Linked DNA regions of Mus musculus: region 2 is linked to region 1. Evidence: chromatin contacts called from public Hi-C data. All regions are on one chromosome and are shown on one strand. The core of a region is the stretch at or near the end of the contact, and the rest is flanking DNA. Distances in the headings are between cores, read along the strand shown. Region 1 overlaps Fli1 (Friend leukemia integration 1). Region 2 has its middle 13 kb from the start of Gm31871.

Evidence for each region. Hi-C and Micro-C count contacts between places; a contact is called where the count stands out from the background.
Region 2: a contact with region 1 is called in a Hi-C map of CD8 T cells, with 4 times the contacts expected there. The contact joins two enhancer-like sites. A contact is called at or near these places in 1 of 15 datasets of contacts at CTCF or cohesin (pro-B cells), 15 of 484 Hi-C or Micro-C datasets (B cells, CD4 T cells, CD8 T cells and 8 more) and 3 of 115 datasets of contacts at active chromatin or transcription factors (CD8 T cells, astrocytes and memory CD8 T cells).

What each region holds. Positions count from the first base shown.
Region 1 is chr9:32,483,878-32,490,611 of GRCm38.p6, forward strand. The region is part of intron 1 of Fli1 (Friend leukemia integration 1); the gene reads right to left. Among named protein-coding and RNA genes, the nearest start is that of Gm22060, 40 kb to the left of the region's middle. Within about 2 kb of position 4,219, at least 19 of the 459 cell types and tissues checked have an H3K27ac peak or open chromatin away from gene starts, as enhancers often do. A contact at or near this core is called in CD8 T cells, where this site is marked.
Region 2 is chr9:32,578,628-32,585,361 of GRCm38.p6, forward strand. No RefSeq gene overlaps it. Among named protein-coding and RNA genes, the nearest start is that of Gm31871, 13 kb to the right of the region's middle. Within about 2 kb of position 3,699, at least 9 of the 459 cell types and tissues checked have an H3K27ac peak or open chromatin away from gene starts, as enhancers often do. A contact at or near this core is called in CD8 T cells, where this site is marked.

The sequences.
Region 1 (6,734 bases), core at 2,969-5,468:
AAAAAGCCATGCAGGGATCTGATTCATTAGCTAAAATTCACTTATTTTGAATTTGTCACATATGAGTGTGTGTGTGTTCATACATATATACATATACCCATTTATTCCTTTTAAATTCACAAATATATCTTCTACCTTTTGTTGTCCTTAGTTAGGTTAGTAGGTGCTTTCCATGTCAGATGAAGAATAATAAACACTGTCATAGGATGAAGGAAGAGCCACCAAGTCCATCTCTTAAACAGCTTAGCTAAAACAGACACGGAAAAACATCCAGAGAGGCAAAGACAGACATCCAGAGTGCCTGGCGATCTATCTCTACACTCTATTCAGGAATATTCCAAAGAAATTTTCCTCACACATCCTTCTATGAGCTGGGAGATTGAAACAAGACAGAAGAGAAGTCCTGGATTTCCTGCTCATTCTCAGCCCTATTAAGCTGTGTTTTCTTTTCTGAGAGAAGGGCACAAGATGTGGGGCAAAGAGGCAGTAATTTCCCAAAGACCCATCCCTCTTTTGCTTTTGTCCTGCCCTGGACCTTGAAAGGACAATTTCAGTAGCTGATGAATGTTGCTGGAGGTGATGGGGAAAAGGAATGTCAAGTTTCCCGTCACTTCTCATGTTCAGGGGGACCACAGAGCGGCTCCCAGACTAGTGCTCTGCAAAGCTAATCTCTGGCATATCCGCTCCTCAGGGTCACCGTGGGCAACACCGGAGCTTTGGCATTTTGCTGCATTCTTTTCATAACGACATGAACTTCCTTCTCTTGTCAACCTGAGGGCATACAAAATGCTGACAGCTTTCTTGGGAGCAGAGCTTGCTGCCTTCATTGCTTTGGGAACCATTCTGCACAGGGAGAAACATCAGCCTAGAGTGGGAGTCTCCAGGGCGCGATGAACTTCGGAGAGGGACCCCGCTGTGCTCTAGGGCGAGCCTTCTGATTCCCGAAGAAGGAATGAGAAGATAATTTAATGGAAAGTAGGATAAGGAGGATCATGTGAAACACCTGTCAGTCACCAGTTACTAAACTTAATTCCAGTTCCCCTTAACGGCTATCTCCATATGTACAGTCTTATCTCCTCCATTAAGAGCCAGATTCTATTTCTCTTCCCTTTTCTCAGCAACTTTTCTCATTTCTGTTACCAAAATACCTGGCAGGAGGCAAATTAAAGAGGGAAGTGTTTGTGTTGATTTGTAGTTTAAGGTGATCCCATCCATCATCCTGGGCAGGGTATGGTGGCAGTAGAAATGAGGTGGCTGGTCACACTGCATTCATGGTCACGTTGCCAAGAAAGACAAATGCTAGCATCCAGGTCGCTTTCTCCAGTCGGATCCCGGCCCGTGAGATGGTGCTATTCATATTCAAGTTAAAGCATTTTTCATCAGTCAGACCTTTTCAGAAATATCTCCACAGACTCACCCCGAGACACACGCCCATGGTGACTATAAATCATCCAAATTACAATGCAAGTTAACCATTATACCCCTGAAGCCCGATGGAATTTCATGGTTGCGTCAACAAATTCAGGGTCATAGAAGTTCTCTTGCTTGACCTCAGAGGCTAGATGATAAAAAGTACTAATGCCTCCACCCACTTCATATTAGTCCTTACAAATCAGCATCATGTTATGAGGAAGTCCAAAGAAGTTACTAAATCTGCATGGAAAGGACCACATGCACACACAGAGAGGACCTACGGTCATCAGCCACCAGCCACCAGCCAGAACTGACCTCCAGATTATAACAGCAAACCATTAAATAGAGTGGATGGGGGCCACTGTAGTTCGTTCAAGCCTAGGCTATAGGTGTGAGCCACCACACATGGCTATTTAACCTTTCTAACTTAAAAGTGTGAGCCAGGTAGTGGTGATGCACACCTTTAACCCCAACACTTGGAAACCAGAAGCTGAAGGACCTCTGTGAGTTTGGGACTCATTTGTGTGTGTGTGTGTGTGTGTGTGTGTGTGTGTGTGTGTGTGTGTGTGTGTGTGCTAGAAAATCCATACTCAAAGGGTGATTGAAAATCCCTTGACTGTGGTTTTTACCAGGATGGACCAGATGGAGAAACTGAGGCACAGAGAATAACTATTCCAGGTTCACACAGTGAAAGGGAATCAATGTTGGGATAAACTCCTCTAACCACTATATTGTAGAATTACTCTCTGGAAAGGACAACACAATGGACATCAGGTGACAACAGCTGTTGTAGCTCAGAAACACAGTCCTCACCTAGGTTAGTAAAACCCTATGTTCATCTCCGGTGCCATAAAGCCAAGCACCAAACAGACAAGGACCATTTTTTGTTTGTTTGTTTGTTTGTTTGTTTGGTTGGTTGGTTGGTTGGTTGGCTGGTTGGTTGGTTGGTTGGTTGGTTGGTTGGTGGGTTGGTTGGTTTGGTTTTTCAAGACAGAGACTCTCTCTGTAGCCCTGGCTGTCCTGGAACTTGTAGAGCAGTCTGGCCTTAAACTCACAGAGATCCTTCGACTTCTGATTCCCAAGTGTTGGGATTAAAGGTGTGTACTCCCCCACCCCCGACTCCCCCAACTCACACTTTTAAACTAGACAGGTTAAATAGCCAGGCCTGGTGGCTCACACCTGTAGCCTAACGCTTGGGGATGCTTAAGGCTAGACAGATCCAGAGTTTGAGGACCCAGTCTAGGTTACTTAGCAAGATCTGTGTCAAAAAGTAAAGCTAGAATAACTATTGTTTGATGTTCCCAAGACAATTTTGTAACCATAACCCTTTAAAATGTAAGTTGGGTCCTCATGCTACCAAGACGGAAACCAAACCTTAAAGAGACCCAGGACTTGCCTGGGGTTCCTCAGCTCCAGAATGACAACTCCAGTTGACTGACTGCAGGGATCATACGCTCTGCAGCCATTTTCAGTTTGTCCCCTCTAATCTCAGGCTGCACACACACAGGCAGACCCTTCTCAGAGCCCTGGGAAGCCTGGCTTGCCCTAGTCATTTCCTTGGTCACCAAACTCCCTTTTGAGACTGCTCTCTCTGCTAAGAGGATGTGTCCCCTGATGATCTGCCTGTAGGAATGGTTCACAGTCACTCTTGTAGAAGTGGATTAGTCACAGGGGCACCCAGTTCAGGCCCTCTTCCTCCCAAGTACTTATCTCTCTGGCTCACCCTCTCTTTTCTTCTCTACTCTCCTTCTTTCTTCTGTTTCTCTCTTCTGCCACTTAGGACATAATATCAGCACAAGGCCCCCTCTCCAGTTCATGCCCTTTGGCATCTTCCAGTCTGCAGAACCCATAAGGCCAACTTTTTTTTTTTTTTTAGCACAGCCAGCCTGTGGCATTGTGCTAGAGCAGCACAAAACATCCAAAGACACCATCCCTGTCTCAAATTGCCACTTGCTGGGGAGGCAGCTTCTGCAGTGGATGGTCCAGAGAGGGGTGCTCCCCTGATTGCAGTGACAGTGGGATTCCTTGCATATGAAAGGATTTCATTGGGATTAACAAATTAGGATGATGGGCCTAAGTGGGTTCAAAGGACAGGATCTCTGTGACCTCTCAGGGGATGCTACACACCAGGATCCAGAGCCCAGGCCTCTTCTAACTGTGCCTCCAGTCAGCTGCTTCTCCATCTCTCTCTGGGCTTGTGTGTGTCTTTGCCTGTTGACTTTGAGTCCTCGCCATTACTTTTTGACTGCAACCACATTTAAAGGGCATTGCTAAAGATCAAAGTTAAACTCTCCTCCCACAGAGCATGATCATACTGCTGAATGTGGAAACTCACAGGATGGGGGATTCTAGACCTGTCTGTGTCCCAAGAAGAGAATGTTTTGCGCTACGGTTTTACTTTCTGTTTCTCTCTCTCTCTCTCTCTCTCTCTCTCTCTCTCTCTCTCTCTCTCTCTCTCTCTCTCTCACACACACACACACACACACACACACACACACGGAGGTTGATGCTAGATATCCTTCTTGATCACTCTCATTTTTTTATTGAAATTTTTTCATGAAGTATGTTTTGATCATATTACTTGCCCTTCCCTCTCTTTTTGATCTGGCACTCATCACTTTGGCAAGACTGGTTGGCTGGTGAGTTCCAGGAATCCTCCTGTCTCTGTGTTTCTAGAGTTAGGGCTATAGACAAAGGCCTCCTCATCTGGTTTTTATGTGGGCGTTGCGGACCTGAACTCGGGTCCTCATGCCTGCACAGTAATTCAGGTATTGACTAAGCAATCTCCTTAGTCCCTGCTTTCTGTTTCACCTCGATGAATCTGACCTCGCAGAAGTCTGCCTTTTTAAGAAGGCAGTGGAGACACTGGGGTTGATAGAGCTCTGTTGCACTTAAATCAGTGGTCTTCAGCCTTCCCAATGCTGCAACCCTTTAATATAATCCCTCATTTTGTGGAGACCCCCCAACCATAAAATGACTTTTGTTGCTACTTCATTACTGTAATTTTACTACTCTTCTGAGTTATAATGTAAATATCTGAATTTCCCAATGATCTTAGACAACCTCAAAAGGAGTCATGAACTCATAGGTTGAGATCCACTGGCTATGTCCTCCCATCTGACCACCAGGCGACAATCTCTCCAGATAACAAAACTGGAGGTGATCTAAGGTGGACCTCCATGGTGCCGTGGGACTGGGCAGGATGAAGGCAGGCTGTTGACTGACTGGGGTTAGGAACTTTGAACTGTTCTTCCCTGTTCTGCCAGGCCTGATACCGGGCAGGATTAAAAGCCTGAGTGCTACAGGAGGAAATAATAAAAGAGAATTCTCAGTTAAGAGGGCAGAATTGGGTCCCACAGGCAAGTTTGGCTCAGGTGAGTTGTACTTGGGAGGTTGCTGACACACAGTAGAAGATGTGATTTCTGTCTTGCTGTTGGGCTTTGTCCTGCCTGTTTTCTCCAGATGGCAGTAGCAGTCATATGAAATACCAGAGAACTGGTTGTTTGTCTCCCCCAAAGCCCAATCAAGACCTGAAGAGATAACAGAAGACTCTGAAGATGGGAGGAGAGAAGGAGGCAGTGTAGACCTGCCAGCCTGCTCTCTCCTCAGGGGCAGAGGCTTGTTCATCAGGGGATAACATGCTTGCTGCCAGTTTGCTTAAACATTGAGGAGAGGAGATAGGATAGGTGGCTGGAACTCTGGGGTATTGCTTTGACTCCTAGGGCCACAAAAACTTTCTTTTTATTTCCTCATATACTGATTCTGATCTAATCAAGAGAAAAGCAATGTCAGCCTTCCAGATCCTTTCCTCCTTCCTTTGCTTGAACACTTCTCAGGATCTAGTAGGTATACAATCTGTTATTCTGAGGAATAAAAACCCCAGAGCATGATGGGAAAGGCAGAAATCCTTGCCTCCCTCTCCTTCTCCCTCTTTCCCTCCTCTTCACCAACACCTCTACCACTAACTGACATCTTCTTTCCGCACTGCAGCATTTTTGGAGAAGCTTTGACCTTTGCTCTCCATCCCAGCCTGGTCCTCTTTTAAAACAAGCCACATCCGTTGGCTATTTCTAATGCAAAGCCACTGAGCACTCTTTTTTTTTTTTTTTGCCACTGAGCACTCTTGTCAAACAATCACTGGAGGTCTTTTTCTTAGAAACTACAACCTGAACCCACAATTTTCTCCTGTGACAGTTACCACGGCAACCAGACTTCTCAGACTCACCAGAAGCCCTGAAGGAAACAAGCACACAAGGGGGCCCTCTGCTTCCACCCCTTCACTAACCCTGGTGGAACCACCTAGAACAGTAATTCTCAACTTGTGGGTCACGACCCCCACAGTGGTTGCATATCAGATATTTACATTACAATTTATAACAGTCGAAAAATTACAGTCTTGGGGTAGCAAGTGAATAATCTTATAGTTGAATGTTACCACAACATGAGGCACTGTATTAAAGGGTCACACAGTATTAGGAAGTTGAGAACCACTTCCAAAGAAGAAGGGAGAGCCAGCCCCATGAAGCAAATCCCCTTGCTCATAGCAACTGATACCAAGGGCTGAGCCAATGGGCTTAGTTGGTACTCTTCTGGGAGATTGCCAGTTCAACTGGATGGGCTGAGCAGGCATAACACCAGTGTTACTCCTTTCCTCCTGAGGTGTGTAGAGGAGAGATCCCTGAATCCACTTCCCAGGTCTTTCTGGCTCTTTCCTTTGTATGATTCACGGCTGGGAGGCAGGCTTGGTGACCTCATGCCCATCAAGTGGGGAGGCAGCTCAGCCTTGAGTCCTGAGGGTGCAATATTTCTAGCTAGCACATCTGGATGAACCATTCTATCCAAGGTGTTTAGTTTTGCTGTGGCCCCGGGGCATATGGTTACCATATTGTTACGGCAACATGTGGCAAATGCTTTGCTGATGGGAGGAACAGAGGGAGGCGGTGCCTGAGGAGGGCCATTTTCTGGATGGGCTCAGCAGCTTGAGGCTCTGCCTTCTGTGCTGCTGACTCTCCTGCTGCTCCATCCTGGTCCTTCTCATCAGCATCCTTTGTGCCTTCTCCCACCCATCTTTGCTTCTGCTCCCATTCCATCTCGCTTGCTTCTTCTGCATTCTAATGTCCAGTGCGAGAGTTCTCTTCTCATATATCAACTCTCCCACCCTCTTTGCCATCACTTGTCACCTTTAGGTGAATGTGTGACCCGCTGTTTGCTCTTCCTGCATTGGTAATTAACAAGTAGTGCTTTTCTTCCTCGAGCTGGACCCAGCTTTTCCCCTCATCCAGTTGCCTTCTCCCATCCCTCTGCCTCGCCAAGCCCCACCC
Region 2 (6,734 bases), core at 2,449-4,948, 94 kb after region 1:
TGATTGAGATAGAAGCTTTGAGCCTTAGCTCCTGACTTCTAAAGAGTGGAGGAGGGGCTAGAGGTTGAGTTTAATTATCAATGACAATTCCTTACTCCATCATACTCATGAAGTAAAGCTTCCATGACAACCCTGAGCTACGGCATTTGGAGAACCTTCAGGTTGTCATCATACAGCAGTCCATGTGCTGGGAAAGAATACCCCCAAATTGCCAACAGACTCAGGGCCGTTTTGTGAGCCTCATCCTGTTTAGCTCTCACCTGAGTGCTCGTTCGTATGCGTCTTAGTCAGGGATTCTATTGTAGTGAAGAGACATCATCACCACAACAACTCATATAAGGGAAAGCATTTAATTGTGGCTGGCTTAGAGCAATGTTTTAGTCCATTGCCGTCATGGTGGCATGCAAACAGACACGGCGAGAGTTCTACATCCAGATTGTGAGGCAGCAGGAAGAGAATAATACTGGGCCTGGCTTGAGCTTCTAAAACCCCAAAGCCCACCCCCAATGACTTACTTCCTCCAACAGGGCCATATCTCCCAATAGTACCACTTCCTGTGAGCCTAAGGAGGCCATTTTCATTCAAACCACTAGTATCCTGTAAGGCTCTTAATAATGGCTGATGAGAGATAAACTTTTAGTTCAAAGAACCATTCTTGTAAAGTATGAAACCGATAAATGAGTTCTTGGGAACACTGAATTGATAGCCTGTTGGTAGAAAGTATGGCAGACCCCATTCCTGATTGGTCTCTGAAGTAGAGTTGACTTTTAGGGCAGCCTGCATAACTCCAGCTATACAATGTGAATATGAAATTGAATTGTAAGAAAGCCAACTGGTATTTAGTGAATTGGAGAATTGCCTACTGTGGTAGAGACACACATATTTGGTGTCAGAACTGTTGTGAACATGAGGAAAGAATACTTGTTCATTCATTTATTTGCTTGCTTTGGTTAGTTTTGTAATTATGTGTGAGGAAGCTAGAGTAGGGTGTACTAGCTCATTGAGCCTTTCTGGTGTGACCCTGGAAGACAGGCAGGTGCTGAGTAGAAAATTCCATAGTTTAGCTGAGTGAAATGCCCATGGGTCAATCAAAGGAGAGAACTTGAAGAGTTCTCTAGAGTATTTCTCAGTATTTCAGAATTTAATTTATTCATTTAATAGTAGCCACTATACATTAAGAACCTATGTAGACCAGGCAGTGGAAGAGCTGCTGGGGTCAGTGTCATGAACAAGACATTCTGTGCCATAAGAAATGCCTCAGTCTGATTGCTAACTACAAAACATATTACTCTCCCCAAAGACATTCTTAGCCATCACGTGAATTAGAGTTTATTGATGGATAAAGACGAATAGTAAAATTATATGAGCTTAGACTTCAATGAGGAATACTTTGAGATAATGAAGGAGGGAAGTAGCTAAGCTGATCTATATGGATGGAGGGAAAATGCCTAGAAACAACCAAAAATATACATAAAAGTGAGTCATTGCTGAAATAAACTCTAGTATAGAAGAATGTACTCCTAAGAAGAGAACTTAAGTCCTTCAATTCGAAGTGGGGACCAAGATCCAATTGAGTTCACTTACAAAGAGCATATGGCGAATGCTGAGTGACTCACATCCTGACTCTTGGACATGATGCTCTGTCCTTAATGGTGTGCTTGAAACTGGACCGTATACTTCATCTCTGAGCCTGAGTTTTCTCATATGTCAAATGGACGCAATAGTAGCATTTACCTCATTGAGACTGAAATGGGTTAATATGTGAGAAGACTTCAAAATAAGAACTGAATTGTCAGAGAGAGAGAGAGAGAGAGAGAGAGAGAGAGAGAGAGAGAGAGAGAGAGAATTTCTCTGTAGTTCTGGTTGCCCTGGAGGCTGGCTGCAAATTCAGATATCCACCTGCCTAGGCCTCTCTAGTGCTGAGATAAAAGGTGTACACCCCTACAGGCTTTTACATTGCATCATAAGATTTTCAAGTTTGGAGGATAGAGCAAATTTATGCACCAGTTTGTTAACTCGAGTTAAATTTCTAAGCATTTAGACATAAGTTCTGTCCTCACACTTGTGTTCTTCATCTGGACCCTGCAAATGCTAAGGGCAGGTCTGTTTCCAGAGCCTGGCCACTGTAGTGGTGTTAGGGGACTGCCCATGGGGACCTGCATCCGAGAATGCCCTCAAATCTGAAACTCTATTCAGAATCGCTGTGTCACACAGTATGACACATACTTGTGCCTCTAAACTATTGGTATCATTTTGTTCCTGAAACTTAGAAATTACACCAATAAATGAATACCCAGAATGCCTGGAAGCAGAGTGGTTCTGGTTTTGGAATGTTTTCATGGATAGAATGAGATAGCTTGAGGACTGGTCCAAGTCAAAACAGAAAGCTCGTTAATGTTCTACACATACGTTCCACACAGAGCATCAAGGCATTTTGTGTAATTTTAAAAACGACTTTGTGCATGAAACATAGATTTCTGTGTGAGTTTTCCACTTGAGATGCCATTTAAGCTTACAAACAATTTAGATCCGGGAGTTTGGACTTGAGAATTGGAGTGGGTCAACTTGTGCTCATCTCTTCTTTCAGTGTGCAATGAAAAATGAGATTTCAGCAGAACCTTGGCCAGCGCAGAAACTTCTAAATAGTGGGGACAATCTGAATGGCTTGGTAGTGTCCTTGCTGCACTTTCGGTCTGGGAAGTTCTCGCTTTTCCACTGCAAAGCGTGGTGAATAATAATAATAATAATAATAATAATAATAATAATAATAATAATAAACAACTGAAGGCATGAAGGTCTTGGAGCAGGCCTAGCCTAAGTCAACACACCCGACTCTGTAACTTTCTGAAAGCATTGCCTTGGCTACTCCTCAACCACTCTATTGTGGTTGCTGGAGTTTAAGTGTTTGTGCCTTTGGACGATTATAGAAGTTACAGGGGACAGTTTTGCCTGGTGAAAAGATGGCTCTTCAGCTATGATACCAGGGCATAGAGCCTGCATGGGCTTAGTGCCCCCTGGGTAAGAATTCTGTATGTCTCAGATCTCTTGTCTAGTAGGAGATCTTGGGAGGAGGGGTGTTAGTGTTACGGTGCACCAAGTTAACACATTGAAAGTCATTGGAAGGCACCCATCACTCAGCCTCTCCAGTGAGGCCAGAGTTTGCCTAACCTTAGATGACGAGAATCTCCACCTAGGTTGCCAGATGGCACGCACATGTGGATTTTATGGTGGGAGTTCAGAGCCAATGGAGCCTAGACATGTATAACAAGAGTTCATATGGGTACATATGGGTACATATGGGAGATCTCTGTATCTCAGTCTTAGACAAGGATGTATTTTCTCTCAGAGTAGAGAGGTAGCTATCACAAGGATGCCATGTAAAGGAATGTGGGGGACTGAGATTAGGCTGCCATCTGCCTGTTGAGCACGTAAAGGAAGTAGAGAGGAGTCTTGCACATCAAAACACACCTCCTGTTCCTCTTTACAGTGTCAGCAGGAAAGACCCTAGCATCTGCGTCCCTGTTTCTGCCAGATTGCTGTGTTTCTTAAAACCTGAGCACCCTTTGACGTTCCTGTTTGTCTTAGCTTATGGCCAACCAGGCACTACCTATGGGTTTATGGGGCATAGGTTTATCTTCTAAGACAGCCCTTTCTCTCCTAGACTTCCTCACAAGCTTCCTGTTTCCATCGGAAGCCGTGTGTCCTGCTAAGCTTTCATGGGTTCACTGTGTGGAGTGGAGGAGCCCAGTGGCCAGAGCGCTCCACACAGCCTGCTTTCTTCCTCCCTTTCCTTTCTTTCTTCCTGTTTCACTCTTATCTCTCCACGACATTCTCCACTTGCCCCAAATCCTCACACTTCCTCTTCAGGTTCCGCACAAGGATTTCAGACAGCCTGAGGCATCCTTTATTCGAGGCCGGAACCTTCGGGGGCTGATTTTTATCATTGGATAAGGTAGTTATTCTGGTGTGTTGAAGAAAACCCATGGAAAAGCCATGGAGAATTCAATAACTCCAAAGCCCGAATCTCCTACCAAATACAGTCTGGAAGAAGAGCTTGAGAGTCCGCAATTCTTACTTAGCGGAGACAAAACATTAAACAACTTTTGACATATGCTTGTGTGTTTATGAGATGCTGAGGACCAAACTCAGGGCCCTTTACATGTTAAGCCCTTAGCTCCTAAGGTTTTAAATGTGGTAGGAGATGGGAAGTATCGGTTACTTATATTATGGAGTGAGGTAACTTCTCCGTTCCCTAACCCAAACACACCTCAAGAAAGCTGTGTAATTTAAGATATTTGAAGACTGAGGAGGGATGATATTGGAAGTCTTGTATGAACTAGGCACACCTTGTTACTTTCTATTGAGCCATCTATCCCTCCCTCCCTCCCTCCCTACCTCTCACCATCCATCCATCCATCCATCCATCCATCCATCCATCCATCCATCCATCTATCTGACAGTCCGTTGGTTTTTCTAACCACTGTACCATATCTGTCTATTATTTACCAACAGGGCCTCTGAGCACCTGTCATTTCCAGATAATACTCTTTCTATTTTCTGGTCATTCAAGAATAAGTGTGCAGCCATTGCTCGTATGGGACTCAAGGACATAGCATACAACCCTGAATTTCAGCAAAATGTGTCAGGAGAGCAGGGACATACAACACCTGTCCTGGTGACAGTCTCCCAAGATGTTTCAGCTGAGCAGGAACTGGAAGGGTGAATCTAGGATTCCTAAGTAGAGACAGCAGTAGGGTGGCGTGGGGTGAGGTAGGGTGGGGTGGGTTTCAGGCAAAATGGTAGGAGAGCCCTGGCAGGACTTGAGGAGAGAAAGCAGCTCCTTGTGTGGTGGCTGAAGCATGTGCAAGGGACATGAGAAGGCCACAGGTGTCACTGTCCCAGGGTGGGATGGAGGAGTCATTAAAGTGCAGGAGGGAAAACCTCATCTCTGTTTCCACAGATCAGTGACACGATGCTCACAGTTTCCAATATAAAATCTACAATTTTATCGATTAGAGAAATGAAAAGAAAGTCATTAAAAAAAAAAAACTTCACAGGGAAGGACGAAGCAAACATCGAGGAAATTCTGAATTTTCCTTTGATCTGGGTGTTTTGGGGAATTTTGTGTTCCTGTTCCGGTGACATCCACACAGTGATCAAACAGGGAAACGAGGCAAATAGGGGTGTGAAGTTAAGATAGAGAGTGAATTCAAGGTCTAGTAATTCTAGTCTAATTTTCCAGTATGGATTTGACGGTAATTAAGTTAAGCTCAACTTGCCAAAGTCAAAGCTGCTGACCACCCTCTGTCTCGTTGGTATTGATCCTTTTGCAAGAGAAAGGGAAAGACAGGAGGAAGCTTCCCGATTCTCCAAGACCACACTGGTCTCTGCTGGAGGGGTGGTTAGCCATTCCTCTGTGTGGTTAGTTATTATCAGGGCAAAGTCCTAAGAGTATCACATGTGGGTTGTATACAGTGACCCATGCTTTTATTGCTGCCACGGAGGAGGGTGGGGGCCTGCAATAAACCAGAAAGAAGGGAGACAGAGAGCGGCTCCTGTTGCCTTGTCCCGGAGAGGGGCACTTCAGCCACCTGCAGGGGAATATAGCTCCTGGGCGCTTGAGCAGAGAAGGCTGAAGCAGAAGCTTCCTCACACCAGTCAGAATGGCTAAGATCAAAAATTCAGGTGACAGCAGATGCTGGCGTGGATGTGGAGAAAGAGGAACACTCCTCCATTGTTGGTGGGATTGCAGGCTTGTACAACCACTATGGAAATCAGTCTGGCAGTTCCTCAGAAAACTGGATATAGTACTACCGGAGGATCCAGCAATACCTCTCCTGGGCATATATCCAGAAGATGCCCCAACTGGTAAGAAGGACACATGCTCCACTATGTTCATAGCAGCCTTATTTATAATAGCCAGAAGCTGGAAGGAACCCAGATGCCCCTCAACAGAGGAATGGATACAGAAAATGTGGTACATCTACACAATGGAGTACTACTCAGCTATTAAAAAGAATGAATTTATGAAATTCCTAGCCAAATGGATGGACCTGGAGGGCATCATCCTGAGTGAGGTAACACATTCACAAAGGAACTCACACAATATGTACTCACTGATAAGTGGATATTAGCCCAAAACCTAAGATACCCAAGATATAAGATACAATTTCCTAAACACATGAAACTCAAGAAAAATGAAGACTGAAGTGTGAACACTATGCCCCTCCTTAGAAGTGGGAACAAAACACCCTTGGAAGGAGTTACAGAGACAAAGTTTGGAGCTGAGATAAAAGGATGGACCATGTAGACACTAGCATATCCGGGGATCCATCCCATAATCAGCTTCCAAATGCTGACACCATTGCATACACTAGCAAGATTATGCTGAAAGGACCCTGATATAGCTGTCTCTTGTCAGAGTATGCCTGGGCCTAGCAAACATAGAAGTGGATGCTCACAGTCGGCTATTGGATGGATCACATGGCCCCCAATGAAGGAGCTAGAGAAAGTACCAAAGAAGCTAAAGGGATCTGCAACCCTATAGGTGGAACAACATTATGAACTAACCAGTACCCCGGAGCTCTTGACTCTAGCTGCATATGCATCAAAAGATGGCCTAGTCGGCCATCACTGGAAAGAGAGGCCCATTGGACACGCAAACTTTATATGCCCCAGTACAGGGGAACGCCAGGGCCATAAAAGGGGAGTGGGTGGGTAGGGGAGAGGGGGTG